Regions from separate parts of the Mus musculus genome. Here region 2 is linked to region 1. Evidence: chromatin contacts called from public promoter capture Hi-C data. All regions are on one chromosome and are shown on one strand. The core of a region is the stretch at or near the end of the contact, and the rest is flanking DNA. Distances in the headings are between cores, read along the strand shown. Region 1 holds the start of Ccdc69 (coiled-coil domain containing 69). Region 2 holds the start of 2010001A14Rik (RIKEN cDNA 2010001A14 gene).

What was found. Promoter capture Hi-C pulls out the DNA fragments that hold promoters and counts their contacts.
Region 2: a contact with region 1 is called in a promoter capture Hi-C map of liver, with 6 times the contacts expected there. The contact joins the promoter of 2010001A14Rik here to the promoter of Ccdc69 in region 1. A contact is called at or near these places in 2 of 39 promoter capture datasets (hippocampal neurons and liver) and 1 of 115 datasets of contacts at active chromatin or transcription factors (embryonic stem cells).

The regions. Positions count from the first base shown.
Region 1 is chr11:55,076,107-55,080,430 of GRCm38.p6, reverse strand. Ccdc69 (coiled-coil domain containing 69) reads left to right here and starts at 2,300. Exons shown (of 7, transcript NM_177471.4): 1 at 2,300-2,418. The coding sequence starts at 2,371.
Region 2 is chr11:57,799,121-57,803,691 of GRCm38.p6, reverse strand. It overlaps 2010001A14Rik (RIKEN cDNA 2010001A14 gene), which reads left to right and starts at 2,225. Exons shown (of 4, transcript NR_131042.1): 1 at 2,225-2,458. Sap30l (SAP30-like) reads right to left here and starts at 2,055. Exons shown (of 4, transcript NM_001081168.1): 1 at 1,403-2,055. The coding sequence starts at 1,600.

The DNA.
Region 1 (4,324 bases), core at 1,051-3,550:
GTAGTCCAGGCTGGCCTGGAACTCAGAAATCTGCCTGCCTCTGCCTCCCAAGTGCTGGGATTAAAGGTGTGTGCCACCATGCCCGGCTGAAAAAATGTTTTTAAATAAATAGAAAACCAAAAAAAGCATGGTGAGGAAGATCAGTCCCCAGGATGTTCTGCACCATGGCATATATGTGTGGGTCAGAGGACAGCTTGCAGGGGAAGGTCACTTCTCTCCTTCCATCATGTGGGTTCTGGGGATTGAATTGAGTAGTGAACCCTTTTAATCCACTGAGCCTTCTCACCTGCCCCACACTTTGGCTGCCTTACTAAGCATTTCTGTGGTGGTTTGAATGAGAATGGCCCCATAGGTTCAAAGATTTGAATGTTTGGTTTCAGTTGGTGGAACTGTTTAGGAAGGATTAGGAGGTGTGGCCTTGTGGAGGAGGTGTGTCATTGGGGGAGTGTTTTGAGATTTCAAAAGCCCATGTCCAGCCCTGTTCCCCGCCCCATCTGTCCATCAGGATGTAACACTCTCAGCTATCGCTCCAGTGCCTTTAAATGCTCCCTGCCATGATAATGGACTAAGCTCCTGAAACTGTAAGAAGCCCACCCCACCCCACCCCCCAGTTAAATGCTTTCTGTTTTTAAGAGTTGCCTTACTCATAGTGCCTCTTCATAACAATAAAACAGTGACTAAGACACAGGGTTTCATTATGTAGTCCAGGCTTGCCTGGAACTCACAGTGACCCCCTGCTTCAGCTTTCTTGCTGTTTGAACTACAAATATAAGCCCTCATGCCCAGCTCAATATTGTTTTCTGCTCTTTGGAGGGTCATTGCCTTGAATGTGTTATTCATTGCACTGGGTCTCTTTCTTCAATACAACTTTCAGAGAGTTTGTGACCCTGACACGGATTTTCTAACCTGTGCCCAGTACTCTGGAGCGCTGACTTTCAAAGCTGTTATCGCCTTCCCACGTGCAGCTCCCAGTGAGCACTCCAAGAAGATAGAAAGGAGTCTCTTGTCCTAGATTCTGACCCTATTGTCCCCATTCCCACTGCATCTGGCAAGCTTGCAGTGTCTGTCCTGAGGAGAGAAGACTATGTCACACAGATCTTGTGAGCTGGGGAAAGCTATTGGCCCAGCCTTGTGGAAAGCTTACAATGAAAGTGGGTGTCATTTATTTGCAGGGGTGTTACAAAAGCCAGGTTTGGGGGAGCATTTGACCTGGGCTCTGGGCCTTGCTACCAGCATTGTCCCTCTCTGAAGTATACTTTTATTTCATTTATTCATTTGTTTATTGAAGAGGGGAGAGTGAGTGTGTGTGCACACATGTGTGCACATGGCCTACATATGGAGATCAGAGGACAAATTTCAGGAGTTGGCTCTCTTTTTCCTGGGAATTGAATTTAGGTCATCAGCTTAGTAGCAAGCACCTTTACTCACTGAGATAATTTTAATTCATTTTCTTTTGAGACAAGGGCTCACTCTGTAGCCTAGACTGACCTCCAACTTGTGGTTGTCCTTTTGCCTCAGGCTCCTGGAACTGCAAATTGATTGGCCTTTTCAGCTCAGGAAATGTAGATTTAGTTATGAATGGGTAATGCAGTGTGTGAGCCTTGGCATGCATGTTCCTTTTCTCCTTCCACCAAGTGGGGCCTGGGGATGGAGCTCAAGTCGGCATCACAGGCAACTGCCTTTCCCACTGAGCCTGCAGCTGGCTTGTTCTTTTGGTTGCTTGCTTGGTTAGTTTTGTTTTTGAGATAAGCTCTTACTTACTCTGTAGCCTCTTCCTGAAACTCCAGCCTCAGCCTCCTAAGTGCTGGGTCTATAGGCACTCACCCTCAGTGCCTTCAGAGGTTAAAAGGCCCATGTGCTGGAGCCGGACAGGCATCTTTGAGCCACCCGATGTGGGTGTCTGGAGTTGAACCATAGTTCCCTGGAAGGGCAGAAAAATACTCTTAACTGCTAAGATCTCTCTCCAACCCCGTTCCCTTTGTATGACAGGTTATCATGTAGCCCTGCCTGGTCTTAAACCCCCTATATATATCAGACTGTCCTCGAACTTGTGATCCTCCTGCCTCCACCTCCTCAGAACTGGGATTACAGACGTGTGCCACAACGCCTGGTTTAATTGTTTTCGTTCTTTTCCCTCTCAGCTCTTTCTCATCAGAGGGTCCTGAGAACCATCTGTGGCTCCTGGGGATCTCTCCTGCCCCGGCCTCAGGTACTTCTGGCGTGGAGCGCCGCTGGCACCTGCCCTGGCCCGGCCCCGGCTCGGCCGGGGCCCCGCGCAGGCCCTGCTCTTCCGGCATTTAAGGCGCGCAGCCGGCGCGGCTGCAGCTCCGGGCGGTTGAGAGTCACAGCCAGCGGGACGCGCGAAGCAGGATGGGCTGCAGGCAAAGCCGGCACAGCCGCGGCAAGCGCGCAGAGAAGGTACCGGGAGCCCGCACACGGAGGTCTGCTTGGGGGGCGCTCAGAGGGACAGCAGAGGACACCAGATGGACAGCAGTGGGGGGGGCAGTCATGGAGATTGGGGTGCGGGGGTGGGGGTGCTCTGTCTCCGCCCGACCCGGCAATCAGAAGCCGAGTTAACACACTCAGTCCCAGACAAACTGCAGCTGACCCTGCTGTCCCCGCGGGGAGGTGACTGGTGTGTCCGTGGCAGGTGGCCTTCAGTGTGGGGCTGTCACTGTGTAGTAGAGGACAGAGTTCTTAACCTCTCTGCGCCTTGAGCTAAGGTCTAAGGCCGGCAATCTCTGATAGGTCCACAGCCGGACAGCACCAGCATCACCTGAGACCTGTTGGAAACCTCAACTCCCTGGTCTGCCCAAGGGCTGCTAGACACAGGCTGCCTCTTAACGAGTTTCGCCTGGGATCACTGCACCCTTTAGAGCCTAGGAAGCGGGTCAGGGCTTCCTGCGGGAACTGAGCGGTGCGTGGGCTGCCCTTAGGGTAGCTGGGAGGAGCCAAAGTGGGAGTTGATTTGTAGTCTCCTGCAGCTCTCTCCTCCTTCCTGTCCCTCCCGCCCCAGAGCCCTGAAGCTGGGTTAGAGCCCAAGAGACTGACTCAGGTTTCTGCCCCTTGAGGTCTGAGAAACGTCAGGAGGTCAGAGCCTAGATTCAGGGCCAAATCCACTGAGGACAGCCGGGGGCCCAGAGAAGGAAACAGGCACTCTAGAGTCCTAGTCGTTTTTTCCTGTCTGCCAGTCTCTCCACCCCTTGTGGGGATGGACAGCCCGTGAACTTCATCAGTCCCCACTGTGAAAATGATTAATTTTGCAAGGAACTTCAGCTCATTAGTCTTCCTGTTACCTCTGTTTATCTACCCCTAACTTTGTCAATGTGTGTGTGTGTGTGTGTGTGTGTGTGTGTGTGTTCTCTGAACCCTCCCCTGCACTTGGACTAACTTTTCATTGTTTTATTTTTCTCCCCATCCCCACTTTTGGAGACAGGGTCTGGTGTAGCCCAGGCTGTCCTAAACTTAATGTGTAGCCAAAGCTGGCCTTGCACTGCTAATTCACCTGCCTCTCCAATGCTGGGATTACCAGCCTCCCCACCACAGCAGGCTGGATGTTTTTGTTCAGATTTTTTAGACAAGCTCTCAATATGTAGCCTAGATTGGCCCCAAACTTTCAATTTTACTTAGCCTCCCTAATGTTGAAATTATAGGCCTGGGCTACCATACCTGGCTTCTAAGGGCTTCTTGATAACTGCAAAGCCCTTCACCTTTGCTGCCTCAAAGGGCCTCCATGTCTGCCTTGGGCCTGTGCAGCTTCGTTGGGTTCTTTTGCTCACGGTGCCTGTGAGCTGGATAGTGGGCTGCTTTTTGGCTAAGTTCCCACCTGTTCCTAACCCTCCTGGTTGGTGCTTTTTGCTTAATTTCCAATGCGGGTGTCAAGTCGTGAGCACCCGGTATATCTACACAGTCTGCCAATACCCCTGGGAGATAGAACTCTAGAATAGAGGTTCAGGAGGTCACAAGAGTCAGACCACAATAATGACACTCCCTAAATATTTTCACTTCCTGTTCTGTGCCAGGAAGGTCCTGGGGACCAGGTTGAGCTGTAGAATGAAGCTTCCACGCATTACAGGTGTGGCCCCTAAGGCTCAGAGAGGCTATGAGAGCCGAATGGTAGGATGGCTGCTCAGAGGCAGCTAGGGGGCTGGAGAGGTGCCTTAGTAGTTGAGAGCCTTGGCTGTTCTCCCAGAGGACCCAAGTTCAATTTCCAATACCCACATGGCAGCTCAAAACTATCTGAAATTTCAGTACCATGAGATCCAACACCTTCTGGTCTCTGTGCAGCCAGCATGCACGTGGCAAGCAAAACACCTATATATAT
Region 2 (4,571 bases), core at 976-3,475, 2.7 Mb before region 1:
CATGGGGTGAGTGGATAAATGGAGTCTTTACTGCAACAACAAAACCATCCAGATGTGAGCACTGCCAGCAGCCCACACGGGAGGCAGGCACCGTTTCCATGTGGATAAACTCATCCCCAGTCTCGGGATCACTTTCACTCCCATGTGTGATTAGCAGGGGACACCTGAGGGTTTAGCCAGCTTTGCTTCAGAGTAATCTCATTCATTCATTCATTCACTCACTCATTTATTTACTGACAAGACATTTGTAAAAAGGAAGGTCCCAATCATAAAAAAACAAAAAACAAAACCCAGCACGATTTCAAATGAGCTGGATTCTACTGGTTGACTAAATAAAACTGAGTGTGCAAGAGAAGAGTCTAGAAGAAAGGATGATGATCTTATTTATTATAGACGAATGAAAACTGGGTGTAAGGTTTGGAAGCAAGCCAGGCAATAAGTGGGCTTAGGAAATTAGCCAGCTTTTAAGTGCAGTGTGCTCTTGGCGCCATTGCTTCCTACCCCCCCGCCCCCAGCCTCAGTTTCTGCCACATCAGAAGTGTAAAGATCGGCTCCCTTTCCCGCTACCAAGCAATGTCTGATTTCCCCAAACCGTTGAACAGTAATCATTCAAACTCCTGAATATGAGAAGTTCCTTAACTCAGTCTCAATTCCTAACCTGGAAGCTGCCACTCAGGGCTTGCAGCAACAGATGTCAAACTGAAAAGTTCTTAACCGGTTGGCAGTAGGCACATCTTGAGGACCAGAGTAGGTGAAATCACTCAGGAAGTTTCTTATAATTAGCCACAAGGCATAGGGCAATCTCATTCCATTTTAAATTTGCACCTCTCCACCTCCAACGGCATTACCAAAGATGCTAATCCCCGCAAGAAAGCTGATTCCCCGCCCCCTTCAATCACATCCACAGCAAATCATTTAAGACCCGGCCTTGGCCTTATTTCTGCCACATCTCAGAAAAACTCATTCGCTGCCAGCGAAGCGGGCTCTGTGTTGCGCTGCAGAGACCGGAGGCCGCGGCAGACAGGAAAGTCGCGGCCACCTTGCTAGTGTCTGAAAGAGCGACAAGGTCCCTGGAGGGAGGACGAAGTTGGAGAAGATCCTCCCGGTTCCCTTGTCACCTCTTTTGCCCAATTCTTGCAAAAGTAACCCACCTCTCTCTGCTCTGCTATTCGGCGCAACAGTGACAGCTGGAAACTGCTGTCGCTTTCCCAGGCAGGGAGAGTGTGCCAAGCCCTCCCTGGTTTCCCAGCCCACCCTCGGGGACGCGGGCAGCGTCGCGGAGCACCGAGCGGCCTCCAAGAACCTGAGTCCCCTGTTTTGCACAGACTGCGCGGCGAGGCCCACCGCGCGGAGCGTCCCCGGGGTCCCTTCCCGCGGCCCTGCGCTATGCCCCGAGACTCACGCTCTTGTCTATGTCCAGCTTGAGTTTCTTCTGCGAGATGCTTTTCTGCACCCTCTTGCTGAAGGAGGCGTTGCCCGCGGGCCGGACGCAGCGCTCGCCGTCCGCGATGAGGCAGCAGCTCTGGCCGTAGCCCGGGGCGGCGGCGGGGGCGGCAGGGGGCCCTTCGCGGCTGTCCTCCTCTGTGCTGAAGCCGTTCATCTCCCCGCCCCGGCCCGGCCCCTCCGGGGGAGGACCCCTGTAGGCCACTCCGCGGCTGCTAGCCCCGCGGGGCAGCTCTTCGCCAGCCCCGCGCCCGGGTCCCACGGTGCGCCCTGGGTCAGGCGCGCTCCGAGCTCCGCGAGGCCCGGCTGCTCTGTGCTCCTGCAGCCCGGGCCCCGGCGGGGATGCACACGCCGAGGCTCCGGCCGGGGCTCACGAGGCTTCCCCCGGGATCCGGGCCCGGCCGCCCTGGGGCTCCCGAGGCCCCCGCCGGCTCCCGCCTGCTCCGCGCCGCGCGGCAAAGTCTCCACCCCGTGGCTCCCCGCGCGGGGGCCCGGCCTCGAACCTGCCGTGTCCGGGCCCCGCGGTGTGCTCGGGCCGCCCCAGCGCCTGGCCGCTCGGCGGCGCCCCGAGTCCCCGCGGCAGCCCCTGGGCCGCCCCGGCCGCCGCCCGCCCGACGCGCCGCACCACAACAGTGCGCTCCCCCGCCCGCCGCGGCACAGCGGAAGTCCCGCCTCTGTGCGCTCAATGGTCGTATTCTTTATGTAGGCGGGGCCCACGTCGCCGCTGGCAGTTCCCATTGGGCGCCATCGCTGCCGGTCTCCGGTGCCAGGCTACTTCCTGGACTCTGCTGGGATGGGTTCAAAGTAGAGAAAGTGCAAGAGGGAAGAGTTACCCGGGCTAGAGAGGACAGCGGGCCGCAGGTTTAGTCCTGGTTGTGGAGTGGGATGCTGAGATGGGTCTGGAGGGATGCAGGATGTTCTAGGCCGTTAGGATGGTAAATAGGGACCTCGCTCCGCGAGGGATGCTGAACGGGGTCTGGAAGAATGCAAGATGTCCTGGTCCGGGCCAGGAATGGTGAGCGAGGTCCTCTGGCTCTGGGGCGAGATGCTGTGTTAGGTCAGGAGGGACGCGGGGCCTCCACCTCAGGGAGTGGTGCTGAGCGGGATATGGAGGGTCGCAGGGTCTCCATTCCGGGATGGGATGTTGAGCAGGTTCCCAATCCCAGCGCGGGATCCTGAGCAGAGGTCCGGCTCCATAGTGGGGTTGTGAGCAAGCCGGTTATGGAACGAAATGCTAAGCCGGATCTGACAGGCCGCAAGGTCTCCTATGTTGAGTGGGGTCTGCGGGAAGCAGGGACAGACTTGCAGCAGAGATCACGTTCGCAGTGGACTGAAGCATCGACGTGCGGAGGAAAACTGAGGGACAAGGGAAGGGTATGGGAAGGAGACCTTAGGGAGAAAGTGCTGCCAGGAGAACAGACTGGGCAAAACGGAAAAGCCTGGGCTGGAGGATCTACGCGGCAGCGGGAGACAGGGTGCATGGTGTGGGACATGAAGCTAACGAGGAAGTGCATATGCGCGTAAAGAGGCACTGAGAGACAGGAGAGGTCGGACAGGTGAACTAGAAATCTTTGAGTACAGCGGGCACCAAGGAAGAAGGGACTTAAGGAGGAGAGCCCAGCGTCAGAGCAACCCTGGCCTGGGTTGATCTTCAGGGTGGACTTTGTGGGCTGAGGCAAAGGTGAAAAGCCCTTAGGCCACCAACGGAGGACTCACCTTCAGACTTGTTAGAGACTGATTTGTAGTTTTATTGCTTCAAGCTAACTCAGACCAACCCGGGAGGAGGCCACCGCACCCTGCCAAGACCAGGGTGTCACCTCGTCCTTGATGCAAGGACACAGGGAATTTTCTGAGGGTCGGGTCCTACAGTCAGTAGTGTTGTGGGGGAGAGGTATGGTTATGGGATGGGTGTCCGGAAAGCTCTTAAATTCTCTCCAGAGGTCTAAAAGTGCGTTTGTACAGTTTACTTTTATTAATTTCACACAGGAGACAGTATGTTAGAAAATACACCTACCAGATAAAAATTTAAGGCCACTGTGGGGGCTGAGGCTGTAATTTGGTGGCAGAGTGGATCAGCACACTCGAGGCTCTGGATTTGTTCCACATTACTACTTAAACAGGATGTGGCGGCACTGGCCTGTAGTCCCACCTTTCAGCAGGAAGATCTGAAGTTCAAGGGCATTCTCTCTCTTTTCTTAAAAGAATTATTTATTTATTTTATGGATATGAATACACTGTAGCTGTCTTTGTACTCACCAGAAAAGGGCATCAGATCCCACTACAGATGGTTGTGAGCCACCATGTGGTTGCTAGGAATTGAACTCTGGAATAACAGTCAGTGCTCCTAACCGCTGAACCATCTCTCCAGCCCCTCAAGATCATTCTTGACTACATAGCTCGCAAGTCAGTCTTGGTTTTGTGAGACCTTGTCTCAAAATAACAAAACAAAACAAAATGTGTCCATTACGAAATTGCTTATAAAAAATACTCTAAAAGTTACAAACGAGAAGAGGTGAAGCAAAATTAAACATCTTCAGAAAGTGTTAAAACTCACCAGCAACTCTGTAGCAAAGATCTCCGAGCGCTTGACAACGCCTTGTCAATGCTGAGTAATGAGCGCTCCACGGTGGTCCACACCTGCTATGCCACTGCTTGGGAAGTGTGTAGCGGGATCTGGAGTTCTTATTGAACTTGAGGCTAGCCTGGGCTATGTGAGACCTTGTTTCAAACAAAACAAAACGAGGATATAGAATTGCATATGGACTTGTGGAATGTGATGTGTGTGTATTTATTTTAAAATAAATAATACATGCAGGGTGAGAGCTGGGGAGATAACTGCTCTTCCAGAAGATCCCAGTTCATTTCCATTAAACCCCTACATAGGCTCTCCACTGCCAGAAATTCGAGCTCCAGGAAATTTGGCCTCCCTGGGAGTATGCTAGAGCCCCATCTCCAAACCAAACCAAACCAAACCAAACCAAACCAAACCAAACCAAACCAAACCAAACCAAACCCAAACAGCAACATTAACCAAGCTTTGGGGGAGGAAGGGAGGACTGAGATGATTCAGTGGGTTAAAGCCCTTTCCAATAAGCCTGCTGACCTCAGTTCTATCCCCAGCACCCGCA